2 separate regions of the Oryctolagus cuniculus genome follow, and region 2 is linked to region 1. A link is a contact called in public Micro-C data. All regions are on one chromosome and are shown on one strand. The core of a region is the stretch at or near the end of the contact, and the rest is flanking DNA. Distances in the headings are between cores, read along the strand shown.

Region 1 (5,913 bases), core at 1,699-4,198:
TGATTTAAAGTGAATTCCTCAATACCAGCAATACGGAATCGAAGGATTTGAGGCAAAACAAATCTGAGACATGCTGAGAGGCTGGAAGACTTTGGCTCTGAGGTTTTGCAGAAAATGATCAACTTTTGCCAACCAAATGACAGCAGCTGAAGTGCCTGTTTAAAACATTCAAGAAGATAATGCATGGTCTGTCACATACAGGGATAAAGGTGAGGCGTGCTCGTGACCTTCGGTATTCACATAACTTCTCAGCTACCCCAGGTCTGAGCAGGCTGTGTAGACTGAAGAGATCGGTGGACAGCACAGAACTAAGCTGTTTCACTGTTTACTATCTCTGAGACTGGGCAAATGACCTATCTTCCTCTTCCTGTTTCCTCATCCACAAAACAGAGATAGCAACGGTGCCCACATCAAATAATTAACAGAACATATAAAAAAAAATTTGGAACAATCTCTGGATCAGAGTAAGCACTCACTGAATGACAACTATTATGTATAATGATATTAATATTTTCATAAAAGTACTGGAGCTGGTGTGGCACAGCGGGTGAAGCTGCAGCCTGCAGTGCGGGCATCCCACTTGGGCACCTGTTCAAGTCCTGGCTGTTCCACTTCTGATCCAGCTCCCTGCTAATGTGCCTGGGAAAGCAGTGGGAAATGGCCCAAGTATTTGAGCCTCTGCAGCCACTTGGGAGACCCAGATGAAGCTCCTGGCTCCCAGCTTTCATCTGGTCCAGCCCTGCCATTGCACCCATTTGGAGAGTAAATCAGCAGATGGAAGATCTTTGTCTCTCCCTCTTTCTCTGTAACTCTGCCTTTTCAATTAAAAATGTCTTCATAAGGTACACACTGAGAAATTTAATAAAGTAAGATCAGAATTATATGTATACCAGCAGCCAGGCTGGTTTAAAAGTACCAATAATACTTGTAAATCATCCGGCTTCATTAACATGGCTGAAGCTTTGGGGACATTTTAAGGGCTGACTTCTTATCCATTCTGGAGATCAGAGAACCACAGGCGACTACGGCACTTCTCAGGAACCTTAAACACCGTGATGAAGTAGCAACTTCCCAGTGTTGGGGGTACCCTATCTACACAACGTTAAAATGGCTGCCCAAAAGCTCTACAACAGCCATGTCAATTCCCTCGTGCTAAGTGATCACCGAGATCCTCCGGCAGATGCTCCAGTCTAGCCAGTCCCCGACACGATGGGTGCGCGCCGTCAGAATCTGAGGAAGGCCACGGGACTGAAGGCATTACGGACCAAAGGACAAGCCTTCCTATACCATTATGGATGCCTACAAGTCCTGGGAACAGCACTCCACAGATTTCCGTCAAAGAATCACCTCTGAGGCATAGGATGGGACTGGTTCACACTGCCCCCACGGACCAGCTCCCAGGAATCCTGTGCATGAGGGCGTCTACAAAAACGTCATGGAAAATGCTCATTATGGAAAAAAGCTAGGCACGGACTTCAGTGTTTCTGTGCTAAAATAAACTTCTTTAAATTTTTTTTTCTTCAAATCTATGTATCTGAGAGGCAGACAGACAGAGGGAGATAGATAAACAGAGAAATCCCATACACTGCTTCACTCCCCTAACTGCCCATAACCACCAGCACTGGGCTGGGCCAAAGCCAGGAGCCAGGAACTCAGTTCAGGTCTGAGTGGGTGGCAGGATCTCCATCACTGGGGCCATGGCCGCTGCCTCCCAGGGTCCACCCGAGCAGAAAGCTGGAGGCGGGAATCAAACAGATACCCTGACATGGGACTCAGACATCTCAAGGGCCAAAAGCCTGCCCCCTACACTTATCTTTTCACTGCATTTCCCACAAGCTTTTTGACAGCTCCTCCTGTTCTTCAAGGCAAACCTCACTTCTTATGTGCCCTTCCCAAGTACCAGTTAGAATCCTTGCAGCTTTACAAATGCATTTTCTCCTTCTGGCCACAATGGATCCTACTTGTTTAATCCCAACTTTCTGTCTGTCCGCCACCCTTTGGATAATTTCCTGGGAACCTTTTATTGATCACTTCCCTGGTGCCAGCCACTGTAAAAGCCACTTAACAGACATCACCTAATTCACACAAGTCTTCCTACCGCATAGCGAGTGCTGTCTCTATGAGACAAGACACTGGGGTAAAATCAGAGTGATGTGTGCAATGTCCACACTAGGGCAGCCTGATAGTCCGTGAGTAGGACCACTCTCAAGTTCTGCCTGTGGCTCCCCCCACCGCTCCTGCTCCAGGTCCTTCACTGGATGGCATCCGCCCATCTGAAAGACCTGGTGGCCAAGGACTAAAGTGCTCATCCCGCCCTCAGCGCTGTCAGTGTGTCCCACAGGGCAGAAGACTCTCCCCATTTCAAGGCCACTCCTACGCAGGCGCGTCCTAGGCCCCCTCCTCCAATGCACCCTCTGGGGCTCCCTGTGGTGGGGGAAGTGTCCCCCAGAGTGCGGGCCGCCTGCATCAAAGCCATCAGGGACCCCTGCTGAAAATGCAGACCCCCAGGCCACCAGAGTCCGCTTCACCAGGTCTGAAGAGGGGTCGGGATCTGCCCACTCCCGACCTCACTTTGAGAAGAAACTGCTGAGGGGCTGGCACTCCTCCCCCGAAGCGGCATCAAAGGGAGGAGTTAAAGAACCACGAAAGCCCCGCCGGGTATCCCAAGGCCCGTGGACCCCAATCGGCCCGAAGCCGGAGCCTGCGGCCCGGCCCCTTAGGGCTCCCCGCCGCCTCCCGGGCCCGCAGCCCACCCGGTGCCCAGATTCTCAGCACGGGCTGGGCGGGGCGGCGGCCTCCCCGACTGACCTGCGGCCGGCCGGGCCCTCGGCGCGGCGGCCGGACGCCGCGGGGCCTGACGCGGAAGTGAGCGCCGACGCGGCTGCTCGGCAACTCGGGGAACAGAGCGGGCCCAGCGGCTCCCCCGTGCGGCCCGGCCTGGCGGCGACCGCAGCGCAGAGAGAGAGGCCACGCCCAGGCCCCGCCCTGTCACACCCGCGCCACGCCCCCGAGCCGGTCCTCCCGCCCCTGGGGCACCTGGGGTGGGCTGGTGGACAGGGGGCGGGGGTGGGTAGGAGGGGTCTTCCTGTCCCTGAGGGAAAGGAAAGGCCTGGCAGGTAGGACACGAGGGACAGTCATGTCCACCAAGAGGCTGCTTTTGTAGAAGAAAAGATCACAGAGATTGTGACTGTGCAGGGTCAACGCGAAGCACTTCCGAGTCAGGTTCATTCCCTCTGAAGAGAGCCACTCAGTGCTGAGGTTCGTGGTACTTGGAGAAATCCGTTCGGATAGTGGTTGTGGTTTGCAAAGTCTTTTTCATACAGAACATTCTTGTTTAATAGTCTGTGAGACAACCCTGCACAAGGTGATAATACTTTTATTCCTGTTATAAGAAAAACGGAAGCGAGACCAAATGTTTCTTGAACACTTTTGTAAAGTTGACACCATGTTAAGTCCTTTGCATGCACTGCTTGATTTTTTTCTTAACAATAAACCCCAGAAGAGTTATTTCGGGTTCCTGCTGCACCCCACCTTGTAGAAGGGACTTTGCTAGCTATTTCAAGAGCAGTAAAACAGTCCTTTTATGCAAGGTGCTTCCCCAGTCAAAGCTAATTGGTTTCTGATTCCAGTGGCTTGGTCTTAGAAGGGAAAGAGCCAAGGACAGGTAAACCCGTCCACAGCCTCTGATGTTAATCACCTTGGGAGACAGGCAAGTATTTTTCAATCTGTGGTCATCGAGCTCTAACTATAGACAAGACACTGGGAGTGAAGGATTGGACAAAACAGTGTCACTGAGCCATGCACCTCGTTCAGCAGTCAGATTTGTTCTGTAAATATTTTAGGATTTGTGGGCCGTATACAACTGATCCACACTGCTGCTGTGTGAAAGAAGGGATAAACAGTACATAAATGAGCAAGCATTCCTGTGTTCCAGCTTCATTTATGGTCACTAAAATTTGAATTCCACATAATTGGCATGTGTCACAAAATATTCTGTTTTCAAACACTAAAATACATAAAAACAATTCTTAAAACAGAAGCAGTACAAAAAGCAAATGGAAGTCTCTGCCCTTCCATATTCAAGTGGGAGAAATAGATCCTAAGTGAAATATTTGCAAAGTGATAATTGCTATAGGTGGGAAGAGAGTCAGGATAATGTTGCAAGGAGATGATAGCTGGAGTGGACGGATCCTTGCTGATAAGGGGGCATTTAAGTTGAGAGCTAAGGATGAGAATGATCCCATCTTCTGAAGAGATGGAGAAAGAGTGTGAAGGAGGAAGAGCTAGTGGAAAGGCCCTGGGGCAGAAAAGGACTTGGAAATTTGTAGGAAGACAAAGGACATATGTATGTCTGAAGCTTGATGAGCCTATCACAAAGTGATTTGACATGAGGTTGAAAAAAGAGAACAGATTTTAAAGCATCTAATCATAATGGGAAGTCATGAGCAGTGTTAAGCAGGGAAGTGGCACAATGACTCACTATTTTAAAAAAAATCACTGTGATGGAATGGACTGGGGTAGTCACAGCTCTGCTTGAGTGGTGATCATGATAAACAGAAGTGGATGGATGAAGAGATGACATCAAGTTTTCCAAAGGATCTCTATGAGCTGTTTCCAGTGGATCACTATTAGGTGCTCGCTGAGGTCCTTTGAGAAGCACACGAGATCAGATTAGACATGGGAGATTCATTGTAGCTGTAAGAGAATCATAGGGAGGCATCTGAAGGGAACTGGGAGAGACATTAGGTGGGCTCAGCCCTTGTGCAGGAAAGGAAGGCTAGGAAAAGCCATAAATATGACACCATTCCAAGAAAATTTCAGCAAAGTCAATGGGGAATGTTCAAGTCAAAGTCCCCCAGCAGAGGAGTCCCTTGTATCCCTGCTATGTTCAGTTGCTGGCTGGGAGCAATCAATGGAAGTGCAGCCCAGAACATGGTGATGGATTTCGAAGCACAGTAGCTAGGGCTCTCAGACAGTAATGATCCCTGCAGGTAGAGATCTGAAAGGTATGTGTTCATGGGTGTCACATAAAGGAAATAGGGGAACACAAGATTACCTAAAAATTGCTGGCTTGAGTAACTGAACGGTGGTGAATTTCCTGAGAGGGTGAATAATAGCAGGATCAGTTTGAAGGAAAAGACCAGATGCTGTATTTGGGGTAGATGTCTAATAGACATCCAAATAGATTGAATAGCAGCAATTGAGTATATCTGGAGTTCAAGAACAAAGTTCCTTGCTAAAGGTATAAATTTGGAAGCTAAAAGCATGTAAAGCAATGAGACTGGATGAGATTGCAGGAAAAGAGGGCCCCGGAGGCAAGGTTAGAAAAAAGAGTAGACCTTTTTTCCGGGAAATTCCACCCTTCTGGGAAATCCAATTTCCCACCCCTTCCACGCTAGTGGACAGAGGTGGGAGAGCCAATCCAAATAGGACATAGGACCCCCACTGCAGGCACTAGGTGGAGGGCCAGTATGACACAGAGAAGGGGGAGAAAGAAGGAAATAACATAAAAAGAGACAAGCCACGCTGGGGCAAGGGACTCCCAGCTCTGGGACACGTTCTCCACAGAGGAGCTTTTGTCATTTATTGCAAATAAACTCACTTTGATTTTTGCACTCTCTCTCTCAGACTCTTCTCTTTATTTCCATATTGAGTAATAAGTCTGTGGAGCAAGGCCCCCAACCAGGACCCAGCAAGATTATCTGCAGAAATAGCAGATAAATTAAATGAAACAGGGTGAAACATTGACTCCAACATGTAGAGCTCAGGAACAGAAGGAAGAACCGATTGGAATGGGGTCGGGGTTGGGAGGGGGAGAACCAGGAGAGCATGGAGTTATAGGAACCAAGAAGCCAGGGTGTCACTTATGTCAATTACTCATTAAATTTTGTAATGCGGGAGCTCCTGGTGACC
Region 2 (5,913 bases), core at 1,164-3,663, 210 kb before region 1:
AAAGTATTTCAGGCATGGAAAGCCAAGACACTCTGGCAAAAGATCTCTGTGAGTGAGATCTCAGTGGAAAGAACAGGTCTTCAAAGAAGGAGGTACCTTTCTCTGAAGGGAGGAGAGAACCTCCACTTTGACTATGACCTTGTCTAAACAAGATAAGAATCGGAGAACTCAGAGGGCTTCCATAGCCTTGGAAACTCATGACTGGAGCATAGGGAGATTACTGATGCCATAGACAGGAGTGTCAATTGGTAAAGTCAACAACAGGAGTCACTGTGCACTTACTCCTCATGTAGGATCTCTGTCCTTAATGTGCTGTGCATTGAGATTTAATGCTATAACGAGTACTCAAACAATATATTTCACTTTGTGTTTCTATGGGGGTGCAAACTGTTGAAATCTTTACTTAATGCATACTAAACTGATCCTCTGTAAAAAAAAAAAAAAAAAAAGAAAAGAAATTATCAACTCCCAACTTGACTCTCACTGGGATTAAACATGACAATAGGTCTGATCTGATTTCATCATCATTTAAAAAAAATCATCTATTATTTTTCACTTTATGTTTCTGTGTGGGAGCAAACTGTTGAAATCCTTACTTAATATATACTAAGCTGATCTTCTGTATATTAAGATAATCGAAAATGAATCTTGATGTGAATGGAAGGGGAGAGGGAGTGGGAAAGGGGAGGGTTGTGGGTGGGAGGGACGGTATGGGGGGGAAGCCATTGTAATCCATAAATCGTACTTTGGAAATTTATATTCATTAAATAAAAGTTAAAAAAAAGAATCTGTCCAATAATGTAACTTTTGAAACAAAATTTCAATATACGATGAAAAATCCATCATCTCTCTTTCTCATATTCTGTTTTTCTTGGATTTTTAATATCCTCATTCAATAATAGGAATGTAAATCAAATGTTTTTTTAAAATCATCTATACTGGCTGGTGCAGGGGCTCAATTGGCTAATCCTCCGCCTGTGGCGCTGGCACCCCGGGTTCTAGTCCCGGTTGGGGCACCGGATTCTGTCCTGGTTGCTCCTCTTCCAGTCCAGCTCTCTGCTGTGACCCGAGAAGGCAGTGGAGGATGGCCCAAGTGCTTGGGCCCTGCACCTGCATGGGAGACCAGGAAGAAGGACCTGGCTCCTGGCTTCGGATCGGCGCAGCGTGCCGGCCATAGCAGCCATTTGGGGGGTGAACCAACGGAAAAGGAAGACCTTTCTCTCTGTCTCTCTCTCTCACTGCCTAACTCTGCCTGTCAAAAAAAAAATCACCTATATCTAATTCAACAAAATACTTTTAGCTATGTGATGTGCAAGAAGCTTTCACTCATGTTTCCATTTTAAACTCTTTCCCAGAAACAAAAAATTTCCATATTTTCCTGAGTAAATTTATTTAAACAGCCAAAGGGTTAGGATTATTTGAAACGCATTCTCTATAAAACCTTTAAGAGTCTGATTTCTTTTGCTGTGTGTCTTAGCTAACGATTGAGCCAAGTAATTGTATTCTTCGGAGTTATGTTGCACTTACTTTTTAATGGGCTGGGCCTCCATTCCCAGTGGTAGTCTAGTTGGGGGAATAGTGGCTGCCACCACGTTCCACTGCTCCACCTGTTTTTTTTCCCATCCACTCAGTGCTTTTACACCTTCACTCCCAGTACACACGGCAGTTCCTCTCAAAGCTACTACCCGCCCACTGGCAAACAGCCCTCAAGTACACCCTGGATGAGCTTTCGAAAACCCTTTTTTTCCTCCGGTTATGCTCAGTTCTTGGAAGTATTTTTTGTTCCAAACCCCAGTACTTTCTGAAGACAGCTCCGAATAGGCTTACTTTGTTTACATTTCTTGATGAGTTAGATTTGGAGCTCTGGGAGGATTAAGAAGTGGCAGAAGGAAGGAGTGAAGAGTGAATTCAATGTTATCTCCAGTACTTCCCAGGAAAGTAATATTTCATTATTCATTTTAGAAATCTAATTATGGAGATGGAGGAACTCCTCCCTCCCTCAAACTTAAATGAATTATTTTGTCCAAGGATCTCAAAAGTGCATCTGATTGTTACAAGTCACCTCTTCTACCTAAATTTAACAAACAGGATGATGTTTGTCCTTCCTGTGTAGTTTGGCTTCCAGAACCTAGTATTCCCACCTGTACCACAGGTGGTGCAGACCTACAGGTTCAAATTCTTCCTCCATCAATTACTAAGCCAAAAATGTAGGTAAAGTTTTTAGTTTCTCTGTGCCTCAAAGGACAAAAACAAAACAAAACAAAAACAAACAAACAAAAAAACTAACTGATGGGGTTGCTTGAAGAATTAAATGAGCTAATACTTACTAAGCACTTGCAAATATTTGTTAGCTAAATTACAAGATCCACACATCAAACCAGTGTGACTATGAAGTAGCAATCGCAGCTTGTCACACGGGAAAATGAGTTCCTTTCCTGCAGGCTCCTCTTGCTCTCAACGGTTGTACTTCATCAGCAGGGGCACGCTCTGTGAGAAGATCTGAACTCTACCCCCAACGGTGTATTTTATTTCAAATTGTGAATTTCTGAACATTGCACAATACACGATTCTGCTGTATACCCGGAAGCCCGTTAGAGCCTGCAGCTGGAGAGGCATAACCAGCTCAAGTCCGTTGTTTGTAGTGGACTTCGACGTCCACAGAAGCTGCTGAGCAACAGTTACTGGTGTTGAGAAAAAAGGAGGTAAGAAGTCACCCTCCAAAAATAAACAAACAAACGGCACTGGCACTGGAGCGCAGCCTGCATTTCACTCTGCCGCCTCTGGAAGAGGCGCGGTACCTAAAGTGCTTCCATCATGAATAACGATTGAGAAACTGCCTCACTCGGCCGAGGACCGCGCTCCCGGGCAGAACCCCCGGGGCTGATGCCATCGCTTCCAGCTGTCACTCGGCTGTCGCACGCGTGCAGAGCCCAGCGCGAGGACCAGCGGCCAGGACACCCCGGCTCGGCCGGCGTTCCAAGGTCAGACCCGAGAGTCCCAGCACTTCCTCCGAGCCTGATGGCTGAGCACATCTCCGAAGAAGCTGCCTTTGTTTACATTTTCTTCGAGCTTGGCTCCTCACCAGAAAGCATTACTACCTTCTAGAAGGAGTAGCATCTTGCATTTGTAGACAGCGCCGCGGGGAGCAAAGTTCATTTTCCCGGGTAGGGGAGGATGATTTCTCTTGCAACACGTGCGGGCTGCGACCAAATCTTTGAATACCAGGGGGCGTCTCCCGAAGGTGGAGGTTTGGGGAAAGGCGAGGAGGGCTGCTGCGGGGCAAGCAAAGTGCGGAAGCTGTGTGGGGATTCTTCTAGAAAGTGGGGTGGGAAAGCAGCTAGGGAGGGCGTGTGGAGGGAAGGGATCTGTGTCGGAACGTGCGTGCGAGCGGATACAAAACCCCAGAGAGGCGTGAGCAGCGCCGCGTGTGCGAGCCGAGCGAGGGGCGCCGGCCGGGGTGTGTGCGCCTGGTGAGTGACACCGAGGGGCGGGCTGGCCGGCGGGCCGGCGGGCGGGGGCAGCCGGCGAGGGGCGGGAGCGGCCCTACCGGAGCCGGCCGAGCCGGAGTTGTGTCAGTGAAGGAATCCAGTCCGGGGCCGAGCCGGCTGCGCCCTCCGCCGCGAGCGCCGGCAGCGCGGGGCGAGCTCGGGACGGCGCGCGGCCCAGGCAGCGGCTCCGCTTGGCCCGCCCTCCGCGCCGCAGGGGCCGCCACCGCCGCGTCGCCTCCCCCGCCCCCCATCCCACGGGCGACCGCGCCCCCGGTCCTCGGCCCCGACCCGCGACGGAGCGGCCGGCGCCCGCCACTGAGGTAAGCCCGGGACCCCAGGCCGCCGCCGCCCGAGACCCCCCCCCCCCCTCACCCGGCAGCCCGGGCCGACACGCGGGACGCGAACGGGCGGGCGGGCGGACGCGGCGGGGCCTGCGCGGCGGCGGGGCTGGAGGCTCGGCTCGGCCCGGGCCGAGCGTTCCGCAGCCGGGGCCGCCCAGCCCCCGCCGCCTCCCGGGGCGCTGGGTGTGGCCCGCGCTCGGCGACGCCGCGGGCTGGCGGCGCGGACCGGACGCGGAGGTCGCCGCGCTGCTTTCCGTGGCTGGCGCGGGCGAGCGGGAGGAGGCACTGACCCCGGCGCACCCTCGCGCGCCCGGGGCGAGCGTGCCGCGCTCCGACGTGGACCCGCCCGCCCCGGATCTGAATCGCCCACGGCCGCGGTCCCTCGCCTGCCCCTTCTCCCGCGCGGGCGCCCCCTTCCAGTCCCGAGCGGGAGTGAGACCCACCCCCGCCCGGCGCCTTCTCGCTCCCAGCCGCCGAGCTTGCCCGCATCTGCGGGACCATCCCGGCCAAGAGCGGGCGCCGCGGGTCTCCTCGCTGTCCGCCCCCCGCGCGTAGTCTGGTCCCCACGCGTTCGCATCCCCGCCGCCGGGGCAGGCGGGGGTGACAAGGGTAGCCGCCGAGCGCCCTGGCTGGGCGATGGAGCGGGAGCAGGCGGGCGGCCGCAGGCGGCGGGCCGGAGCCGCAGACCAGGGGTGTTTTCCTGCGCGCGGACGGGGTCCTTCGCGCTCCCCTATGCTCTTGGCTGCGTGTCGGGGCAGGCTGACTGCAGGCGTCCGGGCGAGGGGCCGAGAGACTTCGCTGGATGAGATGCGACCCGAGCTTTGCATCTTGGCGAGTGGAGCTCTCTGGTGCTCCAGGGATTGGTGTTTGTGTGTGTGTGTGTGTGTGTGTGTGTGAGAGAGAGAGAGAGAGAGAGAGAGAGAGAGAGAGAGAGAGAACTTAAGGAGCTTTTTCAGTACCCTGCGTGCCCTGGCTTTAGCGGATGCCAAGGCTTTGGAGACCTGACACTTTGATTACGGATTCTTTCTGTACAGCGTTTTCCTTTGAGTGGAGTTCGGGGAATGTAGCTTGAGAACTAGCGAAACCCCTTGAAGTTCAACCACCACCTTTTTCTTTACATGCCACGTTCACTTGCTTATTGAAGCGTTTTCAAAACATCATATTATTTACCACACCCCCAGTGGGTCACAACAGAAAAATGACTGAAATTTTAGAACCTGTGCAGAGAAAGAGGTTTGATGCCAGGGTGAGAAAGAGTAAGATGGTGTGACCTTTATAGCGTCGCTTTAGTTTGTCTGCCAGGAGGGATTCATTGCCACCGTGATTGATTTTGTTTTCCAGAGACTAAGCAGATGTGCAACATGGCAGGGAAAGGAAAGGACAGGAAGTCGGGAATCGCTTGGGGGGGGGGCTATTCAAGTAACAAGACCCATTATTTTGGAAGATGTTCTGAAAATAAAGCATAAAGTTGCCTTGTGGATAGAGTATTTTATGTCGCTCATGAAATTGTGCTACCTAACCAGAAAGCATTGCGTTGTGTAGATTTTATCAAATAACTAGTATTTAAAAACAGGGGTGTATGAGAAAAATTTGTTGGATCTAACTGGGGATAAAAAGAACTTCAGGAAATTTTTTTTAGGTTTTTTTTTTAACTTTTATTTAATGAATATAAATTTCCAAAGTACGACTTATGGATTACAATGGCTTCCCCCCCATACCGTCCCTCCCACCGGCAACCCTCCCCTTTTCCACTCCCTCTCCCCTTCCATTCACATCAAGATTCATTTTCGATTATCTTAATATACAGAAGATCAGCTTAGTATACATTAAGTAAGGATTTCAACAGTTTGCTCCCACACAGAAACATAAAGTGAAAAATAATAGATGATTTTTTTTGTATTTGGTTAATCTTTTTTTTTTAAACTTTTATTTAATGAATATAAGGAAATTTTTTTTTCTATTTGAACAAGGCAAATAGTACTGCAAAGAGAGTTTTGGAATCAACTCAGGCTGGGTTACAAACCTTTATTATGGAGGAGCAGAACGGAAATGCCCAGATTCTATCTGTGGCTTTAAACACACAC

What was found. Hi-C and Micro-C count contacts between places; a contact is called where the count stands out from the background.
Region 2: a Micro-C map of ear pinna shows a contact between it and region 1, with 5 times the contacts expected there. The contact joins the promoter of SPATS2L here to the promoter of KCTD18 in region 1. A contact is called at or near these places in 2 of 6 Hi-C or Micro-C datasets (ear pinna and an unstated tissue).

Annotation. Positions count from the first base shown.
Region 1 is chr3:39,611,626-39,617,538 of mOryCun1.1, reverse strand. KCTD18 (potassium channel tetramerization domain containing 18) reads right to left here and starts at 2,948. Exons shown (of 7, transcript XM_002712526.5): 1 at 2,809-2,948.
Region 2 is chr3:39,818,359-39,824,271 of mOryCun1.1, reverse strand. SPATS2L (spermatogenesis associated serine rich 2 like) reads left to right here and starts at 2,413. Exons shown (of 12, transcript XM_070070428.1): 1 at 2,413-2,981.